Linked DNA regions of Mus musculus: region 1 is linked to region 2. Evidence: chromatin contacts called from public Micro-C data. All regions are on one chromosome and are shown on one strand. Each heading gives the region's core, a stretch centred on a gene start, on an enhancer-like site or on the middle of the called end of the contact. The rest is flanking DNA. Distances are from core to core; before and after follow the strand shown. Region 1 holds the start of Trim58 (tripartite motif-containing 58). Region 2 holds the start of Fam183b (family with sequence similarity 183, member B).

Evidence for each region. A called contact is a pair of places that touch in the nucleus more often than the background predicts.
Region 1: a Micro-C map of the HL-1 cell line shows a contact between it and region 2, with 1.9 times the contacts expected there. The contact joins the promoter of Trim58 here to the promoter of Fam183b in region 2. A contact is called at or near these places in 10 of 39 promoter capture datasets (the 3T3-L1 cell line, the SN4741 cell line, cranial neural crest and 6 more), 3 of 484 Hi-C or Micro-C datasets (the HL-1 cell line, double positive thymocytes and embryonic stem cells) and 3 of 9 other capture datasets (adipose tissue, liver and pancreatic islet).

The regions. Positions count from the first base shown.
Region 1 is chr11:58,638,612-58,643,734 of GRCm38.p6, reverse strand. Trim58 (tripartite motif-containing 58) reads right to left here and starts at 3,270. Exons shown (of 6, transcript NM_001039047.1): 1 at 2,851-3,270; 2 at 601-696. The coding sequence starts at 3,267.
Region 2 is chr11:58,800,064-58,804,676 of GRCm38.p6, reverse strand. Fam183b (family with sequence similarity 183, member B) reads left to right here and starts at 2,717. Exons shown (of 4, transcript NM_029283.3): 1 at 2,717-2,916. The coding sequence starts at 2,784.

The sequences.
Region 1 (5,123 bases), core at 2,021-4,520, 160 kb after region 2:
TGCTAGTGTGCTAGGGCAGCTGTGAGTGCCACCCAACACATTTGTAGATGACAGTGTTATGTCTCAAGGTCAAAGGGTGGGACACCCTCCTGCCACAGTGTTCGGTACCATTCCTGGCTCTGTCCAGTAGGTGGCGGCAGCGTGCTCCAAGTTAAGACTCATCTTGAGATAAGTCAGGTTTAGAAGCATCGCGGTTGCCGATATGCAAATGAGATGCAGAAGAAATAAACTGGGCTCAAGAGGAATGTGTGGGTGGATGACTGCAGACAGCTGGTTGTCCTTCTGTGGACAGGATGGTTGCTGCTCTCTGCATTGTTATACATGCTATGTAGCACTGAGTCTTCATTCATCTTACAGCCCTGCTTGTGAATTGTGGGCTGAGGTGATGGGGTTCCACCAGTGAGTCTGACCGTAAGATTCGGATAGCAAGACTACTTACTTAAGTCAGGTCATATGGAGAGGATTTTAAAAGGGGTGGGTTGGCCCAGGAAGGCACTATGATGCGTTTCTGGAGAAAATAATGAGTTGGAACACAAGTGGGAGAGAGTTGACCTCACATCACTGGCCTGCAAGCTCCCTGAAGCCACAGTTCTGTCTCACCTTCCAGATGATGGTCTTTTTTCCCACGTTGGCCTCCTGGGTCAGAGCCTCCTCCATTTCCTTCTTCACAAGTTCCAAAGACGCTCGGAGCATCCTCTGTTTGGGAAGACAAGACCATTGTGTTCTCTCAGGCCTTAGAGTTTGCTTAGATGTACAAAGATCAGCCAGGAACCAACTGACTGTTGGACTCACGAAAGTCAGCAGACGCCTTCCTCATCTGGTGCCTGACACCAAGATGTGCCTAAAGATTTGTCATTAGGTCACTCTTTCCAATAATTAATCAAAAGGACAAAGTATGAGCTGGTGAGATGGCTCAGTGGTTAAGAGCACTGACTGCTCTTCCAGAGGTCATGAGTTCAATTCCCAGCAACCACATGATGACTCACAACCATCTGGAATGAGAAACAAATAAAATACCTATGGGCCAGGGTGAGCAGGAACCCGAGCGATGGGGGGGGGGGGGAGGGCTGTGGGGAGGGGCAAGTGGTGGCTGGAGTGAAACTGGCTGGAGCAAGAGGGAGAAGGGAAGGGGGAAAAAGAGAAAGTAACAATAGAGTATAAATAAGGGGTTGTAGTATATTTAGTAGTCAGAAATACAATTATAATGACAAATAGTTGTATTTTATAAAATATAATGCCAATTTTGAAAAAAATGTTTAGAGTGAATATATAAAAACTATGTTGCAGCAGAGGAAATGCTGTCTGCTATTGATAGACTGAAGGGTGATGAAATTTCTTATTTACCACTTAGTATAAGGGCTTTAAAACATTTATTGTGTATGTGTGTGTGTACGTGTGTGTACCTACAAGAGTGCGAGAGACAAATATGGAGGATAGATACGATTTGCAGGAGCCAGTTGTCCTTCCGTCATGTGGGTTTGGGGATCAGTCTCACAGATTGTCAGGCTGGCAGCCAGTGCCCTACCCAGGGAGTGGAGAGGATGCAGCAGGAGCTGTCTCCTTTCAGCACCAGGACCCTGCAGGAGGCACGTGTGAACACTTGATGGCAGAGAACACATGCACAAATATGCTTTGGAAAGAAAAATGTATGAACCCTGCCATAAAAGCTACTCCATAAACCCTGCACACGCACGGTTCATACTTGAAAGGCGGGCACTATAGGGCTGTGTAGCGCGTGCACATAAAATAGCCTTGGAACTCAGGGTAGTGCTTGACCAGACTGGCTGGGATTTGCTTTGCTGTTGAAAAATTTGGCTCAGCAGATGGAGTAAAGCCCCACCAGCCCAAAGAAACCAGGGGCCACACCAAAGAGGTGACAAACAGCACAGCAGGGCTAGGTACAACAGTGACAGGGCAGATTCCACTGGGTCTGTGTGGTTAGGATAAGAGCTGAGCACAGTTTGCACAGGGCCCTAGGCAGCTGCAGCTGATTGGCCCAGAGGTCTAGACGATGTTTATTTGGCATTTAATCGAGGAAAACAAAAGCCCTACAGAATATTTGTAGAAAACAGTATCAGAAATGTATCGCTAGCCAAGGTCTGTGTGACATTTTCAGGACTTAAGCAGGTGGGATCATAATTTTTAAATCTGATTAGGAAATAACTGGTGCCCAAATTTTTACCAAGTTGAGGAAAGCAAGTGGTAAAATCAAGAGAGATTTTTCAACGAGTTGAGGAAAACACCTAATTTATAATTTTAGAGAAAATCAACCCAGCAAACATCTTAAGAAAGTTAGTGCTCTGTGCAACTCCGTGGTCAAGCTTGTCAAGGAAGGAAAACCACGCTGGTGTCCCTTGTGCTGGTTGTTCCGGAAGATGGAAACGTAAATGTTCTTAAAATGTGTCCAGCAACTTCAGAGGAAGATGAGTGAGCAAAGCAGCCTTCTGCCAATGCCCAGATAACACACACAGAGGCAAGAAGCAGTAGGAAACCCCTCCGAGTCTGTGCTCAGCAAAGGGAGTTTCCCACGTGCTACACCAGAGGCCCATTATAGTAGGAGGCAGGATTTAGCCTATGCCCAACCCCGGGGTTCCCAGGGGCGAAAGCCACCCCAGCTTCGGGGAATGTGAGCCAGTAAGAACGGGGAACGGGGAACGGGAACGGGGAACGGGGGCAGGGGGTGGGGGTTGGAGAGGGGAAGACCAGAGAAGGAAAGAGCTTGGGAGTTAATAGTTACTACTTATACAATAGCACCATTTGGCTCTGTATGGTACATGTCCCTTCACATTCCAAGGTCATCAGCCTCAGTGTTTTCCCTATTTCCACACGGGAACCTGAGCTGAGGCTCACCTGGTAGCGGCTGGCAGCCTCCTGCAGCGTCTCTGTGCGGTGGCTCCGGTGCTCAGGGCTGGTATCGCAGACCCAGCACAGCATCGTCTGGTCCTCTTCACAGAAGTGGCTCAGGTCCTCACCGTGCCTCGCACACTGACGCGACCCCGCGTGTCCCGTGCCCAGCCCCAGCTGCCGCACGCTGTCCACCAGGCTGGCCAGCTGCCGGTTGGGTCTGAAGCTGGCGGGCCTGAAGGGACCCCTGCACTGGGGACAGGCGTAGACGCCCTGAGCGCTGTCCGACTTCTCGCAGAACTCCGAGATGCACCGCAGACAGAAACTGTGGCCGCAGTCCACGCTGATGGGCTCCTGCAGGAAGTCCAGGCACACGGAGCACCGCGCCTCCTCCTGCAGTCGCTCCCCGGGTGCCGTGGCCATGGCCTTAGCTTGTGGCAGCAGCTCCTATTACCCTAGCGGTCTGCATAGAAGGAAGGAAACCCAAAAGCAGGGGAACAGGCCCTGAGGGTTTTATCGCCTGGGCTGGCCCGGATCCAGCAGCCAAAAAGAGCCACTCCTGGTGACAGCAACAAGTCCAATGACTGTCACCTCTTCAGAAACCCAGCAGCTCCTCTTCTGGTTTTTTGTTTTTTGTTTTTTTTTTTTTTTCCTATTCTTTCCTTCCCTATCTTTATTTTGAGTCTAATATAATGCAGCTTTTACGCCACCCTAACTCACATTTAGAGGCTATTGAAGCTTGCAGCATGATTTTGTAGTATGGGTGGAACCCAGCGCTTCACACAAGCCAAGCAAGTTCTACCACTGAGGAACACCCCCAGTCTCTTATTTTGGGATGGGAGATCTACCAATTTTGCCTAGGCTGGCCTTGAATTCACCTGTAGTCCAGGCTGTCTTTGAACTCACTCTGACACCTAGTCTGACTTGGAACACCCTATTCCTGGCTCAGCATCCCAAATAGCTGGAATGATAGGACTATACCATCAAGACCAACAAAGTTGCCTTCCCCAGTAATATTTATTTATTTATTTATTTATTTATTTATTTATTTATTTATTGCCCATAAGATGGCAAAGATGCTTGCCACTAAACCTGACCTGAATTTGACTCTCCAGACTCACATGGTTGAAAGAAATCTAACTGGCAAAAGTTGTTGTCTGGCTTCCATGTTGGAGTGGCAGCACACACACACACACACACACACACACACACACACACACACACACACTCACTCACTCACACAACCCACACAGGAAAAACCTCAAATGTAAGATTAACAAAAGTTCCCGGAATTTCCTGAAGCATGCAGACTTAGGGTTAGCTCTTGAGTCTATCTGTGCATATTACACATGAAGTTGGCTGGGGGTAGTTGCCCTGCTAGTAGGACAAAATCAGAAATAAGCCTGCCTCTTAGGAGTCCCTCATGCCACATCAGCCAATGTGGGGCACGCCTGCCCTCTTCCCCCACTATTACTGAATGGTACCATGAACTTCTGTTGTAATCACAAAAACAAAAACAAAAACAAAAAACACCCTTGGAAAAAATACTTATTTTTTCCTCAGTCTTTCTTTCTTGAGATTTTCTACTTTCAGAAATAAACTACCATACCACTGGAAGGACAGATGCGAGGATGACGTGTGTGGTAATGGCAGGTGGGCAGCCCAGCATGGATGAGAACAGTATAATAGGTGCCCTCCTGCCCGAGGAGGCCAGAGAGGGCACAGGATCCCCTGGAGCTAGAGTTTCAGATGCGTGTGAGCCACCTGCCATGGGTGTCAGGAACAGAACTCAGCCCTTCTGCAGGAGCAGCGAGTCCTCTTTGACCACCGAGTCACCTCTCCAGCCTCTGAAAGGAACAATTTCCAGTCCAGCCCATGAAAACTGCACTTGTTGACACAGGGAGGCTGAGGCGATTATGTAGGAGTAAGTTGATTTCATTGAAGATGTGTTGTGACTTGGTCCCATGAGGAGGCAGGACTGGGGTGAGTCTATCTGTTCAGGTGACGTGTTAATGTCTGTCACCTGAATACTCCGTGACTCTACTGAAGGTCAGTTTGTTTGGTGGCTGGCACATTTATCCATCTGTCACCATTATATATGTGTGTGTTGGGAGTCTTGAGTCTCGGGGCAGTCTTGGATACGAAGGTGGGAGGAAAAGCCTGGAGGTTGGACCTCATCCCTCCAGGAGCCTTGTGCTCAGCTGGTGAAAACCATCTCAGAATCAGGCTAACACAAGTACTAACCAGGAGAAATGCTCCTTTCTAGCCCCCATAGGACC
Region 2 (4,613 bases), core at 1,468-3,967:
CTCCAGGAATCTCCTTGGGGCATTAGCCCCTGAGCAAACTCAAACAGTATAGTTGGTGCAGGGTAAACAGACACAACTGATAAACTCTGCCTTGGAGAACAGGTTAGACATTCAAGGTTTCTTTTTATTATAGGCTTAGAGCTCTCTGAGAATGTAGTTTAAACAAAGAGAGGTCATACAGGATCTATCCCTGGAGGAATAGAACTCAGGAAATAAGATAGATTGACTAAAAGAACCTTTTCCTACTTTATAGCATAGATGATGAAATGTATACTAAAAGAATTTAGGTGTTAGTATCTGCCATTCATTAGAAGACCAGTTTAGGTAATTTCTGTTTGTCTGGAGTGCCTTAAAACAACAGACATCGCTAGCCTAAAAGCAGGCTGTCACATAATGTATACATTTTCTTGGGAGGTGACATTTTTTAGATTCTTTAAATTGGAGTTATAGGGCCAATGATAAAAACAAAAATCTGTTCTGTTTGTATTTTCTAATTGTAACTGAACTTGTAACCCTGGACATGTAATGAAAAAAAAATCAATCGCATATTCTGTAGTACCTGGATAATCATTAATCTTTGATCTGTGAGACCTGCAGAAATAAATCGCCTGGTTGCTAATCACCCTGAGCACCATGGCCTGACTCCTCCCCCTGCCAACCCCTTATCACCTCCACAGGTTGACTGCCCTGTTAGCTTGGACCCTCACTGGGAAAGGTCCCTGGCACTGAATATCCCATAAGCATCACATTTTACCACTCAAATTGTTCCTTCGAAGTCAAACTATTCTACTGGTCCAGACACTCGAACCAGCCTCTGATTTTGCCCCATGCTGGCGAATTTTAAACATTCATTTCCTTTTCTTTCATCTAAATAGCCATCTTCATCTCCCATGCTCTAAAAATAGCTCATTGTGCTTTAATAGCCATCTCTTCTTAGGCTAGGATTCCTTCCTCCAGCCCTGTATGGAGCGTCCCAGATGCTAGGCTAATAGTTCAGGGTAAAGGACACTGTATGGATGGAGTACAAGCGAAATCTTATAAATTTTCCTCAAACAAACCATGTTGCTTGGAAGACTTTATTTCTTCTTACTTTCAGGAAGTCAGTGAAGACTCCAAGAGGCTGTTTTTAGCCTTGCTTGGAACACAGGGGCCAGGCATGGGTCACAAGGGCAATGCATTGATCTACTTAAACCAGTGTGATACAATCATCTGAATGTTCTAAGGGACTATATAATATAATGATGCAAGCAAACAGAACTGCAGACACCCAGTCACACACAAAACACCAAACACATACCTGCCTCTACTGTGCTGGGGACTGGGAATGTGGTGTGAGGGTGGGGGGAGGGGAGAGGCGGGAGGAGGATGTGTCTCACCTTAGGTAGCTTAGGCATAAACAAGTACATTTAGTGAAGTAACTAAGTTTGCAATAAAGCACCAACAGAGAAGGACTCTACAGCCTGCTAAGGCTTTTGAAAAGCGATTGCATGTGAGCTCACATAAATGTGGGGTATCCAAGAGGCAAAGAGCCCAGCAGGCTGAGGAGAAAAGCCGAGAGAAAAAAACTATGATGTCTTCTATAGATGTGGGGGATTGGGCAGCAATGGCCGCACACCTAACGAGTGCAATACTGTCTATCACACATCGAACATTCTGGGTCATAAATGAGTGAATGGATAAAAGATCACACGTTTTAGCATCTGTGTTTATCTGCTCATCAAAGCCAGGGTGGATCCTTTCCCTACTGTAGGTTACTTATGGCTATTTAAAAATAAATCATGTTATAGAAGATGCTTAGGGGTTGAACATAGGAATAAAAAGAAAGGTGGTGGTTGTCAGTTGAGTGGGGTGTCAGAGGACAGTTGCCTAAGGGTGAGTTTTAGAGCTGGGTTTCACACTATGCCCCTACTTCATGCAGCTGGACCGGATGCTTGAGAATATCGAAGACAGGAGATCTTAGAAGATGTGCATTTTACCACAACCAATCATTGAAAGTAGTTGGGTCTGGTGGGGCAGGCCTATTATCCCAGCAACTCAGCAGGCGGAGGCAGGAGGATTGCAAGTCCAACCTCTGCCTGGGCAACTTAGTGTGGTCCTGTCTTAAAATAAGAAGGGAAGGGCTGGAGATAGCGCTCAGGGCTGAAGCAGCTTCGCAGCATGCAGAAGCGCTGAGTTCAACCCCTAGTGTTGTAAAAATAATGAAATAAATCATTAAGATGTCAAATTACTTAGGTTAGGAAGGGTAGTGGTCCTGTTTGTTTCCGTGTACCAGTCAGATTATTTTACTTTCTGTTTCCCCACCCACCAGTGTGCATGTGTGTGTTAGAGGTGGTTTTTGTTTATTTTAATTCTGAGCACCTACTTTCAAACCTATTGGCTCTGGCCCCTCCCCAAATCATCTCTAGGAAGCGACCAGTCATGCTGAGGTGCACGTTTCAGCCTCTTCTTCCTGGGTGGTCCAAAGAAAGGCAGCTCTTTCCTAGCAGCGCACAGGACACAGGGGTGACTCTAGATCCAGAGGCTGAATCTGGGTCTGAGGACATTGGAGGAGGCCTAATAGATACCAGCAGCCTGAGAGCTGGGAGGGGTGGAGTGGACAGAAGCCAGGGAAAGGCTTTCTGGGCAGGTGGTGCTCCGAGCCTGGGCGCTGTTGCCTAGAGACAGAAAGGACGCTGTGGCCTGAACACAAGAGGAACATCCGTTGCCTGGAAACTGTAGAAGACGACCTTTCTCCTGGTAAGGGCAGGGCAGATAGCTTGACTTCTCAGAGCAAAAACATGGCCATGGCAGGACGTGTGGGGCAGATGAAGAATCAGGATGAAGTTCACCAGAATCAGATCTTGCGGGAACTCTTTCTCAAAGAGCTACGGGCACAGAAGCTGTACACGCAGTATCACGTGAATCCCCTGCGCAAGGGTGAGCTGGCCCAAGAGGGTTGGGAGGGGTGGGAGAGCACGTGTCCTCTGCCTCAGGTTATCTCTTTAGAGTTCAGACAGCTAAGCTTTGAGGGAATCGCTCCCCTTGTCACCCCAGGCACAAGAGATACATTAAAATGCATCCAGAATTAAACATTTTAGATGTAGAATAAAGAGAGATGATTAATGGGGTAGTTTTGCTTTTCAAACAATTGCCCAGGGTTTTTAATGTCTGCTTTTTGTTAGTAGTTTGGTCTCTTCCTAATATACCCAAAGGGGTTTGTCTTTGTATGGTTTGTTATTATTGCTTTGATTTTTTTGCTACAGCCCTCCTTAAGACTTAGAAGTGGTGGGCTACCAGGTGCAGAGCTTGACCATCCTCCTCACCCTGACCCCAGCAAAGTCACCCCTCCCCCTGGCCTCCCATGGCTTCCCTCCTCTGGGACTTCACAGAGCTCTGTGAAAATGCTTCTGGGCCTGAAACAGACTTATGTGTCCCACCACCTCCCAGCTGCCTTCTCTGGAGCAGCTGGGTGAATCTCTCCCATCCTCTGCTGCAATGCTGGCCTGGTTTAATCATCCTGTGTAAGCAGTTATTCGGATACCACTTCACCTCATTGCACATGCTGGTCACCGCCATCCCACACTTCTCCCAATTAACATCTGCACAGCCCAGTAAAAGGTCAGAATGCACACACAGACCTTCTATCCATTTAGGCCATTCACCTTCTTTCCTTTTCTTTTTTTCTTTTCTTTTCTTTTCTTTTCTTTTCTTTTCTTTTCTTTTCTTTTCTTTTCTTTTCTTTTAGATATTTTCTTTATTTACATTTCAGATGCTATCCCCTTTCCTAATTTCCCCTCCATAAATCCCCTATCCTTCCCCCTTTCCCCCTGCTCCCCACCCACCCACGTCTGCTTCCTGGCCCTGGCAGTCCCTTATACTGGGGCATAGAACCTTTACAGGACCAAGGGCCTCTCATCCCATTAATGACCGACTAGGCCATCCTCTGCTGCATATGCAGCTAGAACCACGAGTCCCTCCATGTGTTTTCTTTGATCAGAATACCCAAGATACAATTTGCAAAACACATGAAACTCAAGAAGAAGGAAGACCAAAGTGTGGATACTTCCATCCTTCTTAGAAGGGGGGAACAAAATACCCATGGAAGGAGTTACAGAGACAAAGTTCGGAGCAGAGACTGAAGGCATGGCCATCCAGAGACTGCCCCACCTGGGGATCCATCCCACAAACAACTACCAAACCCAGACACTATTGCAGATGCCAAGAAGAGCTTGCTGACAGGAACCTGATATAGCTGTTGCATGAGAGGTTCTGCCAGTGCCTGACAAATACAGAAGTGAATGCTCACAGTCATCCATTAGATGATGGAGCACAGGGTCCCCAAGGAAGGAGCTAGAGAAAGTACCTAAGGAGCTGAAGGGGTTTGCAGCCCCATAGGAGGACCAACAATATGAACTAACCAGTACCCCCAGAGCTCCCTGGCCATTCACTTTCTAATAGAGTGTTTGAAGCCCCACAAGGGTTTGAGATAGTCTGAGGGACTCTAAGCTACTCTCCTCCAAGCAGCAACCTTCCACCCACCCCCTCCCCCACGCCCCACTCCTATTTTTGCTACATATATTAAAAGACCAGAGAGGACTAGTCACTTTGTAAACATTTTAGTTGCCTCCTGCAGT